Linked DNA regions of Sus scrofa: region 1 is linked to region 2. The links are chromatin contacts, called in public Hi-C maps. All regions are on one chromosome and are shown on one strand. The core of a region is the stretch at or near the end of the contact, and the rest is flanking DNA. Distances in the headings are between cores, read along the strand shown. Region 1 overlaps BMPR1B (bone morphogenetic protein receptor type 1B). Region 2 holds the start of UNC5C (netrin receptor UNC5C).

Region 1 (6,089 bases), core at 2,509-5,008, 390 kb before region 2:
TTTTTTTTTTAATGTAGGTGGTTTGCTTTTGTTTGTTTGTTGCTCTTTTGCAGCCTGACCTGGTCTCTGGTACTGACAGCACTTTCCATGGAGCCCAGTTGGTTAGACTTGTATTTCCTCTTCCCAAGAAAATAGTAACATTCCTAAAACCCTCTTGGCAGGTATAGTGGAAGAGTATCAGCTTCCCTACCATGACCTGGTGCCCAGCGACCCCTCCTACGAGGACATGAGGGAGATTGTGTGTATCAAGAAGCTGCGGCCCTCCTTCCCCAACCGGTGGAGTAGCGACGAGGTGAGGCTGGAGGTCACTGTGTAGCTGTGACCAGTGTCCAAACAGACTTGTCTCCTTCTGCCAGGATTCCCGATGCTCATGACACCAGGTCGTTGTGATGCCGAAGCTGATGGGGCCTCATGGCAGCGACTGAGCTGGGTGCGCTGCGTGCAAGTTGCTGTGCCTTCTCCGGCTTGATCTTGCCACTTCCAAAATTCATGGCATGGGGTCAGCGTTTCACCAGCATGACCCATGACACTGTTTCATTTGTTGGTGACGTCCTGACACTTGCACACAGGCTATTATTTCCCTGCGTGTGTTTGTAAAACATGGTGAATTTTCTCCACGACAAATGTGCGTACAGCACTCATGTGTGTTGACCAAAGCAGAGCTGGCCATCTGGAGAATTCGGCTTACCGTACACAGAAGTAGTCCACGCTGAGCGAGTTGAGATGCCTGACCGTGGCGTGGATCTTGGTGAATAAGGATGATGCGATGCTGTGTGAATAAACCCACCGTGGGCCGGGCTCTGAGCAGGTCCACGGTGTGAAACCCAAACAGGTCTAACAGACTTGCCAGGAGATGAGCCGGGCGGCTGGCCTTTCTGGCCCCATCTCCTCCTGCTCCCCCGCGTCTCCATCACCCGCTGCGCCTCTAACCACACCACACGCCACCCCCTACCCTGCCCCCACACCCAGGCCTGGAGAACCCCGGGCACTCAGAGTGCTGGGACACTCAGGGAGGGGGGTGAGCATTCCCCCCCCCAAAAAAAAGGTACCAAAGCCAGAGCAGACAGGTGGGCAGAACACTGTTTATAAACTCATTCTTCCGTGCCACACATCCTTTTAAAAATAACCTTTGGTTCCTTGGGTTTGTGGCTAGTTACTGAAATGCTAAATAAGATATATGTTTCCAGTGAGCTGTGCAGAAAGCTTTATAAGAGGCTAGAGTCGTATTGTTTGCAAGGTGGTTATGAACACTGATATTCCTCAGAATCCCTGCACAGAGTCCCATTCGAGGATTTCTAATGAAGTGAAATGGTGCTTTTCAGCACGGAGACCAATAATTGATGTACCACAGGAGAACGCGGGAGAAAGCGGTAGCGAGGCTGCGTGCAGGTCATTCATCTTGTGAAATGCTGCAGGGTGATGCTATTAGTACAGCAGACAGCTGTGATTTAGGAATAACCAGGTTTGTTTGAATGCTATGAAATTAGATAAAAGATTGAAGCTTATCAAGAGTTACAGCCAGTTTGGGAGTGTGCCGTGGAATACACACTCCTGGGTATTTTTCTGTCTATTCACTCTGCCTTCAAAGGTGCTCATCTACCATCAGCAAAACCACCTGCTCCCTCCAGTCACTAGGAAGACGTGAAAATCTGTCAGAGACATTGACCATTGGCATGAGAAATGAATGCTTATGGAACTTGGTGTCTGCCTGGCTTTAACAATATCTTTTAAAAATAGAGTCAAACTTGAGACACTCCAAACTAAAAGCCAGTGTCAAGGGCTGACCTTGCAGAGGGTACATTTCTCTAGAGTAACGCCAGTTTCCCCTTTCCTTCCCACAGTGTCTAAGGCAGATGGGGAAACTCATGACAGAATGCTGGGCGCAGAATCCTGCCTCCAGACTGACAGCCCTGCGGGTGAAGAAAACACTGGCCAAGATGTCAGAGTCCCAGGACATTAAACTCTGACCTGAGGGCAAGAACAAGCATCTCTGGAGGAAGCCGGTAGATACTCGTTGGTTTGCAGGCCGAGCAAAAGATGTTGCAGAAGCATCCACAGTACAGACTGTGAACATCATCCTGCTTCCCGGTGGGTTCAGCCTCGCCACCGCTCGGGGTGCAGCCCAGACAAGAGAGAAGCTCCCACGAATTCATCGCCTCTGTTCGCAGGAGGAAGAAACCGCTTGGGTTCCTTGTTCAGGATGTGATGCGTGTTGCTTTCTAAGAAAGCCCTGGATTTGGGGATCGCCTTTTTGTTTTTTCAAAAGATGCTTTAATTTTGCCAAAATGAAACAAACAATGCAGATTTTTTTAAGGTTTATACGATTAGAGATTAAATAATAACAACAGACGTTCTTCCGGGAACCTCTACTGGACGGTAACTTAAAATACGTTTCCATTGACAAACTGCGTTGCACTCTCCCAACTGAAAGACAGTCTGTGACGCTGGAGAACAGGATGGAAGGCATCTTAAAAGGCCCCTGACCCCTGCTGCCCCCCTGCCTGCTCAGACCACTCCTGCCAGCCCTGCCCAGGGGCAGCCGAGGCAACGTGAACGCACCTGGGAACCAGCCACCTCTGGTTGGGGACCACATTTGGGGGTTCCTGCAGATGCCCTTTTGCAGCTTTCAGGGGATATGGAACAAATGAAAGTTTTATGCGACTCTCTTAGCAGTAAATGTTGACACTGTTCTTCACAACCACTTGCATGTCTGATTCTGTTAGGCATTTGCTTTTCCCTGATGAAATCCCTTCCTTTTCGTTAAACACAAACTGAGCTTTTTTTTGTGCAGAGAAGTAACCCATGCAATCTTTTGATCTCTCAAATGAAAGGATCGATATTCAGTTTAATGGCCATCAGGTCTGTTGAAGACAAGGGGCTTTAAAATAGAGATCATTTTGCCCTCTGTGCTGTAAGAAGATTGGGTCAAAAAGGTACAGCATGAGGGTGAAGGTGCAAGTGGCTTGTTTCTTACAGACTCCGAAGAGCCAGTCTCAGGAGCCCGAGGGGCAGCGCGTGCACAGCTCATCGTGTGTGGACAGAGATGGTTTCTTTTGGTTATTGTCTGCCTTCTTGTGTCTGAGTTAAGGGAGGGAGGGGAATCGTGTGTCCGGTTAATGTAACTAAATTTTTAATTTAAAAATAGATAAACCTAACCTCCAAATGGGACAGCAGAGAAATGATAGCAGAGGCTGCAAAATACCAGGGCTGCTCTGATTCTTTTTTCCGGAAGAGATACGGATCGAGTATGTACACCTTCCGTGATCGTTTCGCATCTTAGGAATGCTGACGCTATTTTATTTTATTCTCATGATGTTCAATTTCCTTTTTAATTTATTGGTTTTTCCTTCTCTGTGGCGCTTGTGCAAAAGCATCTCCTGGCCTCTTCCTTGCTGTGAGGTTTTAACTTTTGAGCAACATGCGTCCCATTGTTGACAGGGCCAGTAGTCCTTAGCAAGAGGAACATGATAACGGCTAAGATGTACACACCCCTCTCAGCTTTATTCATTTCCGTCCTGACTGTGGTTTTCTTTTGCTGCTCAGAAATTCCGTAATGTTTAGTAAAGAATTCGGGAGTACCTCCCTTTGCCCTTAGAGAAAAAAACAAAAAAACAAAACAAACCACACAAAAAGGAGATGTTCCTTCCAGAATCCTCCAGGGGGCAGTGTTTCCTAACATTTTCGTTTCACCACTGGGTGGCTGAAGGATGGAGGGTTTCTGAAGATGTGACAGCTGCATGAAAAAAGAGGAAGTGTTGTCCTCACTGCGGAAGTGGACTGGCCGCTGGTGGCTTGGTCCTCCTGAGAGCGTCGCAGAGCAGAGACTGGCTGTGAGCTCCTCGGACGGGTGGGGAGAAGCAGGAGAAGCAGTGCTGTGTGTTCAGCACCCACTTGGTAACCACCTCTCGTTTGTAGCGAAGACAGGATATTTTCTTAATCCTTGACTATGCCCAGAGGTTTCTGTTTTTTCCAAGATTAAAAACAGTTGGTTCTAACTATACGTGTAATCCAAATGCCGCTTTGACTGATACTAAGGTACCTGAAGAGCAGTGTAAAGGTTCCTTTCTTTGGGTCAAAGCAGATTCTTTGTGAGAGCTTAGAAGGAGTCTGGGGTTCCAACAACGTGTGATAATCCTTGGAGCCTGGGAGACAAACTTCAGTGCCTCTAATCGGATCATTTACAAACGAGTAAACGTGTGTCAGTGAAGTGGCGACATGCTTATGTTTATTTTCCCTAAATTTAAGTGATCTTGGGTTTAAAATGTGTTTTATGTTTGGCAAGTTCTTACACATGGATATCTTCAAATCAGACTATTTTATAGGGAGGTGATGATTTGAAAATAAATTTCTAGGAAGGTGTTGGTTCCTGTGAAGAAAGAGAAGAAATTAAAATTGTACGCAAATTTCTTCTATTTTGTTTGTTTGGTGGCTTTGGAAAAACATGGACAGATCACTTCCTAATCCCCAACCTGATTTACTCACTACAAACATATAAAAATTATTCCTGAGACACTTAAAAAGACCCATTTAGTTATTATAGTCTTTCAAGGAGACAAGAATTTATTTATGATTAGATTTTCCTTTGTATCTAACCAAAATTCACCTTGTTTAGGGAATATTAAATTGTTTTTAAAGAGACTACCTACTCAGTTCCAAATAATTCATTTTGATTTTTAAGCTTCTCGTAGCTCAGAAGTGAATTTATTTTTTATTTTGTCGTTCAATAGAATAGTGGAAACCTGGAAATAAAGTAGTCAGTTGCTTACTTTCAGGATTATTTCAAAGAGTAAGATTTTCTTCTAATCGCTCCCCTGAGAAGGAATCCTAACATATTACTTGTTAGCTAATATAAGTTTTGTACACTAAGATGTTCGGGTTTATAGTTTATGTGTGTATATATTATATAAATATGTATGTATATATAAATATTATGCTCAGTTTGGAGTCTGGCACAACTCCATTCTGTGGATTAGAGAGTAAAATATTATGGATGATAAAGTACTAAATGAAACATAATATTTATTTATAAAGGGGTGTAGATCTTTCAATCACAGGCAACAGCTCTATAAAAGTTGTGTGTGAGGAGACAGGCCTTTGACCTCCTGGAAAGCACTGCTCAGAAGTCACTAGTGACCATTCTTTTTATTCTCAAAATAAAGCTTCATAGAAAACATGCTAAGATTTTATTTACAGGGAATTCTTAGATGCATTTCAGTTGTTGTATCGTCAGGCAGGGCCAGCACTGAGTAATGATCGACCCCCCTGTTTGTAGAGTCACGCGTCTTGATTAGAAGTTAAGAGTTTTATGTTGTTGGTCTCTTCTGGTTCTTTTTTGTTTGTAGGCGGAAAGGCACTGAAAAAAGTACAGCTTTTAAAACTTGAATAATTCTCTAGGTGTATCTCCTTAGGAAACTTCGTGACGTAGCCACGGAAAGGAAAGACGTGGCACCAAAAGTGACTTCATTTAGAGGTTATGATTCCTTTTGTAAAATATTAAAAAAAAATGCCATATTTTTTGGAGAAAAGTTAGACTATATAAGGGATTCTGTTGTTTGTTTCTAAAGAAGACTCGTGTTCTTTTGGGGAACCAGTGCCTTATTGAATTTGTACATACTGTAATTATTCAGGATGAGGGAACAAACAGTTGTGTTGTCTTTGTTACAAAGTGTATATGGCTTTGTTTTAACATTCCCCCAAATAAAACGGTTTCATTCTCCCCTTGGAAAGAGCATGTCTCTTATCTTAGAGTTGTGCCCTTTTCTCGTCTGAAACATATCCCACTGTAACAGGTGGGAAAAGCAGGTGATGCAGGTAAGTTTGCATGTTTCGTGGCAGGAGGCAGGACAAGTGCTCTGCTGGCTCCTATTTTCTCTGTCCTCAGGAGGCAGGGTCAGGTGGTGAGAGGGAGAGGAAGGGTAGAAAGGACGGTGGTTTGAGAGAAGTGACCAGGTCTACAATTGCGCTGTGGAAGATCACAGCTGGCCCAGGGCCCTCTGGCGATCGACGATGCCCTGTGTCTTGGTGGCCAAGGTGTGGCCTCTGGACCACCATACAGCCCACGTATGAATCCAGCCTCTGCTGTTCTCCTA
Region 2 (6,877 bases), core at 2,638-5,137:
ATTATAAAGTATCTTACAATAATAGAGAATTATCCCAATATAATTAGAGTCTTCAGTAATTTTCTGTTCTCAGTTTGGTGGTGTTAACACTCATAACACTAGTTGGTGCTAGATAAGCAGAATATCAATGCTGTGTAATCCAGAAATAAAATGCATTTATAAAACAGGAGGGCACAAATTCTGAGGCAAACTAACCCCCACCCCCTCGCACGCGCGCACACGCACACACACACACACACACACACACATGCAGATCCTTTTCCTAGTAAAATCTTTCATTCTTGAAAGTCAGAAACACCACAAATTCCCTGGAGCTTGGAGTTCCCAGCAATCCTGAACGAAATAATTAGAGCAGAGCCAGAAAGGAGAAAGTTGTTGCCTAAAGCCTAGGGATTCTCCCAAAGATCTGTTTAAAAATGACTGCTGTCTTTCTTCAAACCACAGATACAAAATGAAGCACTCTCACAAATAACATCCATTCTGCTTTTTTATCATAAACATCTGTTATTTCCTTGGCTCCCTCTAAAGAGACACATATTCCCTTAAACTTCCATTTTTTTCTAGTATCTCTCTAACAACAGCATAAAAACCTTATCCTCATAGTAAAGGGCTTAAATGAACTTTCTTATCTAAATGGCATACATAATTCCATTCATAAAGAATATTTTATTTCCATCTTTAAGTTCTCAGCACAAGGAAATCATACTTTGAGGGGGCAAGAGCATCCCTTATTTCCGTAGTGATACAGTCCAACGAGAGAAGTGAAAAGAGAAGAAATCAGAGGGAAAGAGAGGTCTGACTACCAGGCCATTATATAAGTGTGATTCTGAGAAGAAAGCATATTGGTGGTTCAATAGTAAACAGGCTAGAGGAACAGATCAGAGTGGTAGTGATAGCAGCTGAAAGTAGTTTGGTGCTTTCTACATTCTGACACCTAACAGACAACACAGGAATGCTGGGGTATCCTGGCTTATGGAGGAAAACAATGATAAAAGTGGTGGAATAATGTCTCTCAAAGACCACAAGATTCAAACATAAATAGTTTGTTCACCAGGAACTGAAAGAGCTCAATAAACTAAACTGAGAGAAAAGGCACTGAATTGCAGACACCCAGAAGAATACATTATATTTTTCCACTCAAGATCAGAAGAGTAGGTTAAATCCACAATCTTTGACTTCCAGGTCTATAAGATGAAAAATGTGTAAGTAGCAAACCCTCATTCTATCCTGAGCGTCTTTTCTTTTACTCTCTTCCCCTTTCTTCTTTCAATATTAATCCACTTACAATCTCCTGTTTGATTATCTATATTGATCTTTCTTCCTATCCAGTCTTTTTAATTTGGCTGTAGTAAGCTCTCGGCAGGGATCCTACATCGCCTGTGTGGCATCTTTGGGGACTTTAACTAACAGTTCCCTCACTGCCCTGTCCCCCTCTCACTCCCACCCCCACCCTATAGCTGAGTCCTTTGTGCTCCCAATAACAGTAGGCGAATTCCACTGGGAGTCACGCGGTTGATTCCACAACAATTCATCAGGTTGCTCACTTAAACTTCCAAACATCCCTCTAAGCACCCTCAGCTGCCTTTCCTGAGACCTTCCAATTTCAAGAAACCAACAAGAAGTTTATGCTTCTCAATGGGGATTTCTTTGTAAAATGGACAGACAGATGAGCTCTGGAATTATGAATAAGAAAATCAGGGCAGCAGAACCTCGGGGAAGGGAGGCATCTGGCAAGGAGGGAAGGAAGGATTTATGAGCGTGGCTACTTAGCGAGGCAGCAGGAAAATTTACTCCCGAAGTAGCTATGGCTAATTCACAAAGCCTCGCTAATCACTTACCTCCCCACCCAGACTCTAGCCTACTCTCAGCGCTCCGCTCCACCTCCAAAGCCCGGGCCCCCAGCGCCTCTCCCGAGCAGAGGGACTGCTGCGGCTAAGCTCCGGAGTGTCTGAGCATCTCCCGGGGAGGTGAGGCTGTCGTTGCACTTCCTCTGCCTTCCAAATTTGGCAAGAGTGTAACCGAGATGATGGGATGCCTGGATGACCTCCGAAACGCTGCAGAAGCTTCTTGCACCCGCGCCCCCATCCCAGAGAACAGCTGAGCTGCCCTCCCCGGAGCCAGCAACCACCACCAAACTGGGCGCTAAGACCCAGGTGGGCGCTCAGCTTGGCCAGAAGGTTGGGGACCCAGGTGACCCGACAGAAACCCCGTGGAGTCTTTCCTCTCCGTCTCCCTTCTGCTCAGCTCGGAGCTCGGGAGGCTGGGATCTGCCTCTACCACCTCAAACTACGAGGGCAAGAAGGACGCCCTTAGCTCCCGTGCCTCCCCTCCTCCCTTCCCCACCCTCAACTCCTTGGCCCAGCTTCTCCCGACGCCGGTTTTGCCCAGGGCTCCGGACACTTCTTTTAAAGCTCAGACGCATTAAATTCAAATGCCAGAGTTATAAAGTGGCCGGTTACCCCGGGGAGTTTCGGATTTGGTCTGAACGACCAGTCCGTTTCCTCCGAGCTCTGGGGTTTTAAGTTTCTCGGTCGCCCGCTGGGTGGGGGACGCCGAGAGGGTAGGAGAGCGGAGGCGTGCACACCCCACGGCCTGCGGGCTGGGTGGCGGGTCCCGGTGCGCGGTGTATCGCCACAGCAGCCCGAGCAGCAGCCGAGGGGCACCAGCGCCGGCGGGTCCTCGGCCGTAATGGACACATTTCCTTCGCTGAGCGCCCTTCCGCGCCTGGCGTGCTCAGAGACTCCCCAGGCTCCCAGACGCGGCACAGCGCGGGGAGCCTCTGCGCATCAGGGTGCATCTAGGGCATGCCACGCTGCCACCCGCACTCAGTGTCTCTCCAAACCTCGGGCTGCACAATACGCAACAACGTGTGCGTTTGGAGCAGAAAGTGTAAACGACACCAAGGCGTCCACATGCCCAGGGACAGACGTGCGTCCACACCCCGTGCGTCCCCGGCCCATCCGTGCCCATTTCGGAGGATCGATTAAACATCATAACCAAAGCTTCTCGAATAGTTGGGAAAGTAGAATTGCAAGTGATTTGCCGTGGAGAGAAACGAGGGGGATTAGCGAAGCCAGGAGAACCGGGGAGGAGGAGAGGAAGAAGGAGGGAAGGAGGAGGCGAAGGGAGGTGGCTGCGGAGATCGGCGGACCCCCTTACCTTGAGCGGCCGAGCCGGTGCCGCTGGCGCTGAGCAGGGCCAGGGCAGGTAGCACAAGCATTTGCAGCACGTATCCCAGTCCCAGTCCGCAGCGGGCCGCTGTCGCCCGCAGACCTTTCCTCATCGTCGACAGAGGTGTGCCTGGGGGAGCCACACACAGAGGCGCGCCAACAGCGGAGAGCCCCACAGGGCAGCCGCTGACTCCGTGCTCCGCGAAGCTGTCTGAAGAAATAAGATAACCGAGCGCCACACTCCACTTTCTCCAAGGGCAGGGGCCAAAAGGGGGTGGAGAGGAGACGCTGAGGAGGAGTTTGGAGGTCTCTCTTTCCCTTGCCTTCTAACTGGCGGCTCCGCGAGCGGCTGCTCTGCCCCCACTTGGAAAGTCCGGGGAGGCGCAAGGCGGCCGCCGCGCCGCGCCTCTCAGCAGCGAGAGCAGCCGTAGCTCCGCCGCGCGCCGAGCCTGGACTGCTCCCCGGGTCCCCTGCCGGTGCCAAACACACACAGGCACGGGGGGCGGGCGGGGGTGGGGGGGGCTGGGGCGGAGGGAGTGCAAGAGAGAGTGGGGAGCGGAGGGAGGGAGTGGTGCACTTGGGAGGCCGCTCCCGTCTCCAATCTGTGTTGTCACGCGGAGGGAGAGACGTCCAGGCTGCTGCCGCTGTTGCTGGGTGGCCCAGGAGGGTCACCTCCTAGTGCGGGGCGCACGGGCGCGCGGAGGCGCTAGCCGAGGAGGCGTGGAGGGCCCAGCCCTACTCCGCCGGAGGGGAAGCGGCGGCGGGAGCGCGCCCGCCCGCGTTATGTAAGCAAGGATTGGAGGGAGCTGCGTGCCCAGAGCCGGAGCTGGAGAGCGGCTGTTGGTTTAGCTGAGGAAGCTGAGGCGAGAGAGACCTGAGCAAAGAGGCGGCTTCTGAGGGTGGGAGCGCGCCTGCCTCCCGCGGCGCGCCAGACCCGGACTGCGAGAGCGCAGCGGGCGCGCCCCGAGCCGCTTGGCAGTGGCCGGGGTAGCTCAGCCTGCCGCCTGCCAGCTTCGCCGCGGCGCCGCCGGAGCCCATGCCAGACTCCCCGGGACGGGACGCGCTCTGCGACTTTGGGTCTTGCGATTGATTGAGCCGGCTTCGGGCTCCAGCTGAAGTCCTGCGTGGCAGGGAAGAGGCAGGAAGCTTTCGCAGCGCCCCCGACACGCTGCAGTCTGGGGGCTGTCAGCGCCCCTCAGACCGCTGGATGCGCTGAGCACCCGTGATCTCTCCGTGGTGGAACAGAAACTAAAACCTCAAGGAAAACATTTTTTTTTTTTTCTTTTCCAACGGAGCTTTATTGGCGTGCATCTTGGTGGCTGGCAAGGTTGAGTATGTAAAGCGTGGTGAGATGCTACGAGAAGAAACTCCCAGAAACACTGCACAACAAAATTTGTAAATACTCACTTAAAGTGAGGGTGGAACCTCTGACAGGTTCTCCAGATTCCTAACAGTCTGTGTAAGGACTCAAACTGCTATGCATTTTTAATTTATTATTTTTTTCTTCAGGAAAGAATTGTCTGGATAGCTGAGTTATGGATCCCTGTTGTAATGATGCAGCGGGAGTGTGAGAATGGGTGGATAAAATAAGGAAAGCCTGGATGAAAGGAGAGTGGATGGATTAAAAGTTCAAAACACACTGGCACACTGACCTGGGAAGAAGAAACCAGTTCCCAAGATTATTACATTTCTAAGTAATTTATCAAGGAAATTTTAAGCTCTTGGTGACAAAGAGGCAATGTGTACACACACACACACACACACAGGCAGGAAGCTGTGGTCTAATCTTGGCTGTGGTCCTAACTCATTCAGTGGGCAGGGCAGCTAAACTGCATGTCTCAGTTCTTCATCTATGAAATATTTTATTAAATGGTTTCAAAGTTCCAGGATTATGCCTGCCAAGCTCCTTCTAAACCTCTTGCTGATAAGACTTGTCTTGGATGAGTCTGGTAGATCGGAAAAAGGTCATCCCTGGCAAAGACACTGAAAAATCAAGCCAGTTCTTATTTCTGTGGAGGCACACAGCCTGCCCAAACCGCTTTTCACCCTCTTCAGCTTCCCCATACCAAGATATCTGGATATTTGGGTAAAAGGGTAAGAGGTTCCTGTGTCAGTCTGCCTGGGTTTAATTCTTAGCATTTCCTACTACTAGCTGACAAATGTCAAATAAATAAATAAATAAATAAAGCTAGCCGCCTCAGTCTCTTTATCTGTGAGATGGATCCAGTAGCAGCAACTCTCTTCTAGAGTTTTGTTAGAGAAAAATGAGTTCAACATATGCAAAATGCCTGACACATGAAATTGTTAGCTGCTGTTCTTAGCATTGACAAAACGTTCCTATCAGCTGCATACCAGCTGAGTGCTGGCCGACAAACATTTTGCAATGAGAAACATGTTTGTATCTGTGCTTTCCAAAGTGGTAGTCACTAGACACATATTGCTATTGCGTACTGGCAATGTGACTAGTGTGAGTTGAACATTTTTATTTTTATGGAATTGATTAATGTTTATTGCCGCATGGCTAGGGCGACTATATTGTGTTTTTGTTTTGTTGTCTTTTTCTTTTTTGGCCACCCCCAGATATGTTGATTCCCCTGGCCATTTGTGGCCTAAAACTGGATCCTTAACCCACTGTGCCAGAACAGGGATCCAACTTGAGTCCCAGTGCTAAAGAGATGAGACACCACTGCTGATCTAGCTGTGTCACAGTGGGAACTCCTAGGGCTACTATATTGAACAGTGTTGCTAGGCCACTCATAAGCCATCCTTTATTTTAAGGATGACATCACTAGTAGGGGTTATGATTATATTTCATATTTGTCTTTATAATTTTTCCAAAAAGGACAGCAGCTTAATTACTAAGAAACTTCCACAATGTGCTCATTATATTAACAACATCTAAATTTTATTTATTTATTCATTTGCAATGTTATTGCCTACCTTTTCTAAGGAGAATTTATTTAATTCTTTCTAAGGCAGAGACTTTGTCTGTTCATCATTATATCCCCTGCCCCTAACACAGAGCCAAATATGTAGCTGGTGCTCAATCAGTATTGGTTGATTGAGTGTCAAAAAGGCTCAGTAGGGAAGAATCCTCAAAGTCTAGTTAGCTAAGTAGAATTAAGTTGTCACGAAATTCTACTTGGGTCATTGACGTGCCCAATGACAGACGGTGCATAAAATTAATTCTCTGATAGAAAGAGTATTAATTAATTAATTCTCTGATACAAAGAGTAAGAGAAAAGAAGGGGAAAGTAGTTGAGTACCAAAACTCAGCCTACAGAGAGCAGGAATCCTTTGAGAAATGGTATGTAGAGATGAGGTGGAAAAGGGAGAGAAGAGTGAGTGCAAGAGAACAAGGAAAGAACCAGCAAACTGATCAACTTCACCAAGCAGGCAACTTTCCTACAATCTGTGATTGCAGATGCAACTTGCTTTTACACAGCAACATCCTGCCTAGTTTTTTCTTCATGGAAAAGATGATGAATATAGTGTTGCCGAGACTTCTGAGCATGGAACTACTAACTTTCTTCACTTAAATCTGGGCTCAAATGTCACTGCTTAGAGGGACCCTCTCTGACCAATTGACCTAAAATAGCTCACCCACAATTGCATTTACCTGCTTTGATTTTTCATATAGTGCTTATTTTATAAAAACACATAAATGTGTAGTTTAAGTATACATAGCTCTGTGTGTGTGTGTGTGT

The links. Hi-C and Micro-C count contacts between places; a contact is called where the count stands out from the background.
Region 1: a contact with region 2 is called in a Hi-C map of embryonic fibroblasts, with 2.4 times the contacts expected there. The contact joins the enhancer-like site here to the promoter of UNC5C in region 2. A contact is called at or near these places in 8 of 47 Hi-C or Micro-C datasets (embryonic fibroblasts, epiblast stem cells, fetal heart ventricle and 3 more) and 1 of 2 datasets of contacts at active chromatin or transcription factors (skeletal muscle).

The regions. Positions count from the first base shown.
Region 1 is chr8:124,536,285-124,542,373 of Sscrofa11.1, reverse strand. BMPR1B (bone morphogenetic protein receptor type 1B) reads left to right here. Exons shown (of 13, transcript NM_001039745.1): 12 at 162-292; 13 at 1,842-3,604. The coding sequence ends at 1,967. Among named protein-coding and RNA genes, the nearest start is that of UNC5C, 390 kb to the right of the region's middle. Within about 2 kb of position 3,758, at least 13 of the 83 cell types and tissues checked have an H3K27ac peak or open chromatin away from gene starts, as enhancers often do. A contact at or near this core is called in embryonic fibroblasts, where this site is marked.
Region 2 is chr8:124,146,374-124,153,250 of Sscrofa11.1, reverse strand. It overlaps UNC5C (netrin receptor UNC5C), which reads right to left and starts at 3,887. Exons shown (of 17, transcript XM_021100734.1): 1 at 3,160-3,887. The coding sequence starts at 3,283.